Regions from separate parts of the Zea mays genome. Here region 1 is linked to region 2. A link is a contact called in public Hi-C data. All regions are on one chromosome and are shown on one strand. The core of a region is the stretch at or near the end of the contact, and the rest is flanking DNA. Distances in the headings are between cores, read along the strand shown.

Evidence for each region. A called contact is a pair of places that touch in the nucleus more often than the background predicts.
Region 1: a Hi-C map of tassel shows a contact between it and region 2, with 3 times the contacts expected there. The contact joins the promoter of LOC542077 here to the enhancer-like site in region 2. A contact is called at or near these places in 2 of 25 Hi-C or Micro-C datasets (ear and tassel).

What each region holds. Positions count from the first base shown.
Region 1 is chr5:193,900,391-193,904,402 of Zm-B73-REFERENCE-NAM-5.0, forward strand. It overlaps LOC542077 (vacuolar processing enzyme 1), which reads right to left and starts at 1,517. Exons shown (of 9, transcript NM_001111713.1): 1 at 1,255-1,517; 2 at 164-328. The coding sequence starts at 1,485.
Region 2 is chr5:193,536,874-193,541,240 of Zm-B73-REFERENCE-NAM-5.0, forward strand. No RefSeq gene overlaps it. Among protein-coding and RNA genes, the nearest start is that of LOC118472086, 16 kb to the left of the region's middle. Within about 2 kb of position 1,833, at least 17 of the 20 cell types and tissues checked have an H3K27ac peak or open chromatin away from gene starts, as enhancers often do. A contact at or near this core is called in ear and tassel, where this site is marked.

The DNA of each region.
Region 1 (4,012 bases), core at 267-2,766, 360 kb after region 2:
GTACAAGTCGTAAGGTGTTCTTGCTGTACCAATACAGTGGGTTATGTAGAATCCTAGTTGACGCCTCTACAGGTGGAAACTAGTTGAAAGGGAAGTTTGAGTGCATAATGATCCCAATATTGTATCTAGAAAATGGTAGAAGGACAATTCACAAAGTAAGTACCTTTGGAACACCAGCATAAACATCTTCGCCCTCTGGGTGGTTGATGATAACCCCCTGCCTTGGGTTGAGTGCACTATTGGCAATGTCATCATACATAAACACCACGATGTTCTCCTCTTTTATGCCTCCTTTTTGCAGTATCTGGTACGCATGACATATATCAGCCTGCAACAAAAAGTCACATGAACCCTGTGAGCAAAGCACCATGGAAAATAATTGCTTGCTGATCTACGATGACTGTTCCCTACTTAGGGCTAGTTTGGGAACACTAATTTCACATGGGATTTTCATTTTCCCAAGGGAAATTAGTTCGTTTTCCCTTGGAAAAATGAAAATCCTATGAGAAATTAGTGTTCCCAAACTAGCCCTTAAAAGGAGACAAAACAAGGCAAAAAAAGAACATGGAGATCATTGCCCAAGAAAGATGATATTCAGAAGAGTTTTTAGCTACTGGTGCATATTCCAGTTTACTGACTCAAAGTACAAGCACTTGCCATCAAATATTTTATCTGTTCTTTCAACTGTCATCTAATGTTCTTGCCAACTTATGCATCTCTTTAGACAGTAGCAAAATTTGGTACCAATCCATCCACTGCAAAAAAAAAAACCAAAACTTGCAAAGTTCCAAATCCCTTCACGTTCCTGAATTATATTGTTGCTTAAACAATTTCCATCCATGAAAAGACTACAACAACGTCCCAAACTTTCATTTGTCACTTCTATTCTAGCTGCACTCTCCCTTGATCCTTAAACCCGCGGAAAGTGGAAACCCCTGGAGCCGAACTGTTCTTTCCTGAACTTTAGGTCTTTAGTTGGACCCACAACTAACTTAACTCAGGATGTCATGTTAGAACTTAGAACCCGAGCATCCTATAGCTTACGAACCCCCCACCACCAAGAAAAAAGAACTGATATCCAAAAGTGCAACTTCACGGTTCGACGACAATAATTTCAGAAGCGCTTTTTGAACCACAAGAACCTGACGAAGCAGTATCGCAACAACAGTATTACACCACGCTCCTCTCGCTAAAAATCGAACATCGGACGCATCCATGAGCGCGTGTAACACGCCCGTAAGGTATCGCGCTCACCTGGTGCCTGTAGTTGCCGTAGCCTGAGGACCCGGCAACGAGCACTGCCCACCTCGTCCCGACGGCGTCATCCACCTCCCCATCGAATCCCTCGCCGCTGTGCGAGTGCGACCCTGCAGGCTCCTTCTCCCCAGGCATCCGAATCACCGGGTCCCACTCCCCCTTCTCCGCGCAAGCCGCGGCCGCAGCCAACACTAACACGAGCAGCAGGAGGCACCACCGCACAGCCATTGCCTCTCGCGTGTCGCGCTATTAGAGTCCAGCGACGCGAGGGTAGGAATGTAGCGTCAGAGCAGCGCAGGGTCGGGACTCGGGGTGGAGAGAACTCAGAGAAGTAGGCGCCGCGCGCATGCCGCCATGCATGGCACGCGCCCTGGATCGCGGACGCGTGGGCGTGTGAGCTGGTGCGGCGGCTCCGTCGGCTTGTGCGGCCGGGTGCAGCCGTGCAGGTGCTGGAGAGTGGAGACCGGAGAGTCACTTCAATGCTTTGATGACGTCAGCCGAGTAGTGGATTGGTGTTGTTAGAATTCCAGACTCACTTGTGTCTTGGTGCTGTAAGCTGCAGCATTTTCTGTTGATTGTATTCACTATAAAAAGGAATCACATGCTGTATTACAAGGAAATAAAATAACCAGCCAATCCCGGCATACTCGTGATCAGTGGTTGCCATCCCAACCTCCTGGACCATGCCGCAGTGGCGGACCTAGAATTTTTGTATAGGGTGTGTCGTAACAAAATTTTCATGTAGAATTCTATCTAATGTACATATAATTTATACTCCCCCGTTTCTTTTTAGTTGTCGCTGGATAGTTCAATTTTGCACTATCCAGCGACAACTAAAACGAAACGGAGTGAGTATAAATTTGGTAAATAATTCAATATATAGATATAAAGTTTGGTATTCAACAATTAAGCATGAAAGTTGCATACATTAAACATAAAGATTGCAATAATACTACTTATCTGGCCTACGCTTCCTCAACGCCATAAAAGTCTCAATTATATCTTCTTCATTCACTTCGAAGAAAATATCCCTCTCGATGTATGTAACAAGACAATCATCTAAAAGACTATCACACATCTTATTTCTCAATTTAGTCTTCACTAAACTCATTGCAGAAAATGCCCTTTCAACACTTGCTATCGCCGCCGGCAAAAGCAATATCAATTTGAGAAGCAAATAAACCATATCAAACACCTTATGTCTCTTTGTTTCAACAAGCTTAACTGAGAGGTCCACAAGATTAGTTATGTCTTTGAATCTATCATCTTCTCTTATGCCATCAATATAATTGTCAAGTTGCAAGTCAAGTTTTAACAAGTCAGTGTTTGACATGTCATTAGGATACAAATCAGCTAGCTTTCGTACCTTGTGTGCATCAAAAGAAGCAAAGGAGTTCGAAGGATCCAAAGCTGACATACAAGAAAGCAGCTCCATATTAGCCTCACTAAACCGACTATCAATCTCTAGGCTAATTTGATCAATGACCCCAATATATACTTCTCTTCTGAAGTGGTCATCATTGGTTTGGTTATGAACAAATCGTGATGATCTTCCATAGGGCTTATAATTTCCATCCATAGCAGGAACTTCGATATTATGTTTGTTGCAAAATGAAGTGATTCTTTGAAGGAATTGATCCCAACCATCAAGCCTTAACTGTTGCATTCTTCTCTTTGCCACATTAACAAGTGAAATTGCATTAATAATATCTTGCTCCCTTCTTTGCAAACACACTGATAGATCATTTGTATATCCAAGAATAACAAACATTAAGTGTGCATCAAAAACAAAGTCAAATGACTCAAATGCTCCAAGCATAGAATGTATTCTTGTCCAATCACTTCTAACTGTAGTATCCTCTCCAAGAATCATGAGAACATCTCGAATTACAGGATACATAGTAATTATGTTGCATATAGTTTTGTAATAAGAGCCCCATCGAGTCTCACCAGGCCTAGGTAACCCCATCTCTTGATTCAATCCTCTCCCAGTTTCAAGTTCACCACATTCAAGTGATTTCATAAGATTCTCAAGTCTAGCATCTCGAAGCATACCGTGACGCTTACAAGAAACTCCAACAATATTCAATAAGAGAGTTACTTGATCAAAAAACCACACACAATCATTATTTCCCTTGGCAACAACAACAAGAACTAGTTGGAGTTGATGTGCAAAACAATGGATATAATAAGCAGAAGGTGACTCTTGCATGATCAATGTTTTCAATCCTTTAATATCACCTCTCATGTTGCTAGCCCCATCATAACCTTGTCCACGAATTCGTGTTAAAGTCAAGCCATGACTAACAAGTAAAGCTTCAATTGCATTCTTAAGTGATAAAGAGCTAGTATCATCTACATGAACAACTCCAATGAAGTGCTCACATGGCCTTCCCAATGCATCAACATAACGCAAGCAAAGAGCTAGTTGTTCTTTGTGCGATATGTCACTAGACTCATCCGCTAAAATTGCAAATGGCTCTTCACCAAGCTCTTCAATTATTTTCTTTCTAGTTTCTATAGCGCAACACTGAATAATCTGCTTTTGTATCTTTGGGCTAGTCAAAGTGCAATTACCTGGAGCGTTGTTAAGAACATACTTGTTGACCTCTTCACTATTTGCAGCAAGAAATTTCAAGATTTCAATAAAGTTTCCTCTGTTGCCAGACTCCTCACTTTCATCATGTCCACGAAATGAAAATCCTTGATGCAAAAGAAACTTTAAACATCGAAGTGAATATGTCAACCTTATCTT
Region 2 (4,367 bases), core at 583-3,082:
ACTATCGTAAATGTTGCAATATAACTTATTGCAACAGAATAGTACATTGTAACAACGAACTATTGCAACACTTGAATACGTTGCAAAAGATGTAGTAATTGCAACAGAACGTAAAATTGTTGCTATAGCCTATTGCCACTCTGTTTTCTGCAACAGCAGGCAACGACAGTTGTTCTATCGCAATTGGTGCCTTTCGCAACGATTTATGGTCTATCGCAACGATTTTTGCCCATTGCAAGAAGGTGATTTTTTAGTAGTCATGTATATCATTTTTGCATGCACGGTTTTCTAAGTTTCGAGTGACCTGCAGTTCAAATCTGAATTTTTCGAAGAAATTCAAATAAACAAACTAAATGTACTAGCTATAGAAAACACTGTTATAATTGTCCCAAAATGGTACATGTAGGTCTACATAGTGTAGGAACATACCACAAAAAGTTTGGTGACCCAAATAAAAAAATAAAAATATGCTTTGCCGAGTGTCTACATAGGACACTCGGCAAAGACCCTCTGTGCCGAGTGCCAGATATTTGACTCTCGGCAAAGACTGACGGCCGTCAGATGTACACGGCCGCTAACGGCCCTTTGCCGAGAGCTATATTTGCCGAGTGCTTGACGCTCGGCAAAGCAGTCTTTGCCGAGTGCTTGGCTGTGCCGAGTATCCTGCACTCGGTAAATAAGCTATTTACCGAACGCAGGACTTTGCCGAGTGCGGCGCTCGACAAAGTGGGCTTTGCCGAGTGCCCGATAAAAAGCACTCGGCAAAGACGCCGGCACTCGGCAAAGAGCCGAATTCCGGTAGTGGCGCTAGTGTATTCCTCTATCTCTCTCTGGAATCCGTTTGTAATTTAGTACGTATTTTAGTTATCCGTTTCGGCATTCTGTGGTCCTGTTCTTGTATCTTCCCTTCAGTGCATCAATATATGGTTTATATTGATATGATATATGGTCCAAACTAATGCCTAATTTGATGCGACACCGAGCGACGTGCTGCCTACGTCCTAAAAAGGGAAATCAAAAGGATGTAATTCTAATTAAGTATTAAGTCAAAAAATCTAGATAAATTCATACAAAATAACATTTGTACGTATGGCATCAAATATCGATGCTTTTATGTGAATTTAGTCAAATTTACGATGGTTTTGACTAATAAGTACGTTAAGGCTGTATCGAGCAGATCGTGCATGCATATGGTACTCCAAAACAGTGTTTTGCCTCTATTGTTCGTGGAGTCAAATTTAAAATAGAAAATGAGATATGAGATAAGATAGATATGCTGCTGGAGACATTTTAATAACGTGTACTATGCCTAAGTACCTCTAGAAGAACATAAGAGTTGGTTTGGTCGTCAACTCTAGCAGGTGATTGATATTAATTTGCCTCTGGGGGACTGAAATAGAGAGCTACAACTAGCCAGGTTGTCTACACTACTGTTAAATTACGGATGGAGAGGTCTTGTCGTCTTCACTGTAAAGGTGTGAGTAGGTAAGTGTAAAATGTTGTCATTTTTCATTATTGCAAAGAAAAAACATAGCTGTCGATAAGCTACGACGGGTCGAGTATTCAAAAGAAAGGAGTCATTATTATTTGTATCGCTGTCAAAAATCATTAGAAGCAACCAGTGAAATCTGCAAGCTTGATAATTATAAACAACTGGAACCGCTTTTATGCCAACCACCTTGTACACCGATTTGTAGCAAACGAGAAAGAGAGCCAACGATTCGCCTTCGTGGGTCTAGAATAATATCTTTAGGCCCACTTTGTTTAGTCTAGGCCCATCTGTCTCTGTATAGCAGCTGGAATACTAGCCCGTTAAGTTGCACAAAAGCCCATTCATACGGCGTTGGTAAGGGAAAAAAAATAGAACTGACACTTTAGGATGCGAATGCGATCGTAACCTACAGCCCCGGCCGAGCTGCTTTCGTCATACATAGTCCTGTTGTTTCGCGTGTTTTTTTTCTGATGATCTTTTTCTATCTGTATAAAGAATCTATATGTATGAGAATCTAATTATCATAAGGATTACGTAGGGAAGAATATAAAGTGATCCATAAGGTTTAGAATATATAAAGTGACTGATTCCTATTATCACAATGATTCGATCGATTTTATGTTCATGTTTTGAACGGATTTAACTAAAACGAGTCTTATAAAAATGGACTGAAAAACTGAACGTTTGGTAATCCAGAGTAGTTTTGATGGCCAGAAACTGACAGAAACCGACAGCCATGGTGAGTTGGTTACTACTGCACCATCAAAATCTCAGTAAAGGGTACTATCAGATTACGCAAACAGATAATTACTGCGGCGAAACACGCCGTATATAAACGGCATTAATTGGCTTGGCGGTCTCCTTCGAAATAACTGTCCCGCGACGCAGACGTCGAACGAGTGCGACGGCGACCAGCGATTTGAGAAGGAAGGGAGCTGACGCGGCGTGTACCATACCATCGCACGCAAGCAGAAAACAAGAGGTCACCGTCTCCCGTGATCACTTGGTCTAAGGAACGCTGGGATTTTTTTTTCGTCCAGGAACTTGTCACCAGCAAATTTCCCAATGGTCAATTAATAATGCTGTTATGTTAACTGAAAGACAACAAACTGATTGAAGTAGCTCTATGATTGAGGTCTCTGCAATTGATTGGAAGGAGGAAACGGTATCAGGAGTTCAGACTTGAGACGGAACAGGATCCAGATATTAATTGTTAGCTACCACGGCATAATAACGGTGGCTGTAGAACATGAGGAAGATCCGATGTGAACAAAGACTGTGCAAGAGCACGGAGGGTTATTAGCTTGTCGAACAGCTGGTCTACACAGTAAACAGCATCGATCTATGAGCAGCTGAACTGCTGGATGGTATCGTGGAGAGGTACGTACATGATCGTGCCGTTATGTGCGTAATCCTTATCAACCAGCAATCAAGCACTGTCAGTTTCTCAGATATAGCCGCCAAAGGCCAATGTGTGAACTTAAATTCACCGCCGCTTGAAGCGGAGTGCGTGCAGATCGACCGGCCTTCCAAGCTTCGTAGGGTCAGGGGGGGACAGCTAGCTAAGGATGCTGAATCTGACCGTTGCAACAGCGGATTGGTCGGCACAAAAGAGATTAGTTAAGTGGTTCGTCAAGCTAAATTTTGACTGCTCTTCAACAGACTAACTATCTAACTCGTCAAGTTATTTAACTCTCTTTGACTCTGTGAGTAACTAAATGTGGCTAGCCACCTGACTAACAAAATTAGATGAATAATCTGTTGGAGTGACATGCTATATATAAAATGTGATCTTTATAAAAATGTAAATATAGAGTCAAATATAGAGAGAGAAAAAAATAAAAAGTAGATGCTCAGATCGCTATTCGCTCGCTGGGGGAGGTTTCGAATGTCTCCGCTAAACAGCAGGGGTCACTGTTGGGAACAGGTGAGTTGGAAACCATGCATGTGTGTGATCACAGCAGATGGCTGCGCTGCAACCGTCCTGGCTCCGGATCATCCGGTGGCTGCGGCGACCCAATACGCACGGATTCAGTATCTACGACCCAGGAAAGACGATACGTGATCGACCGGGTTTAAAATATGGGTACTGCGAACTTGCATGAACGTCCTTTCTGATCGACCGGGGCGGTTCCAAGGTTTCTCCAGCGGATGATACGAGACGGTGCTTCAAATTCGTAGTTGTTTAAGACTGGGAATTCGTACAGTCGATCGTCCTTTGGAGGTACTTGGCCAAGACAGTGCAAGTTGTTCCTCCTTTTCACAAGAGAAAAACCCGATCAGACGCCGTCATTCCAGCATGGATCCAACCCAAGCTGGACAGTGGAGTGCACGCATGAATGATCATCGGCAGGGCCCCCCCACGGGTCTGTCGATTTCACTCGTCAAGTTGCTCTACACGTATGGGCCCGCCCCTTTACGAGTTCATCAACTCTCGAACTGAAGCTGAATGTGTACTCACCTTCAAAAAGGGACTAGCTAGCTAGGGCCCGTCAGCCTGACTAATTAATCAATGATCCGTCGCTCGTAATCCTCGTCAGCTCCAACCAATGACTAGGATAAGCTAGTAGTACTACGCAGTACAGTAATCGATCAACAAATACAGACTGACGTAGGAATGAGCCATTTGCGGCCGGTTGTCTGCTTCTCCCTTTACGCTTGTTTAGTCACACATGTGGGGGAGTGGCGTTGTTGTTTTGCGGTTTCTCCGCGACTTATCTATGTCAAATAAATCGAATCAGAGAAAGCGGGCGTCCGGGTCGTCCAGGCTTATCGCATCCTTCTGTGCTTTCACGGTAAGTACGGTCAGGGTACGGCTCTAAAATATCGGAAGAGGTCGGCGTTGTCGGGCCACCATTGCGTCGCCGGTACCCAC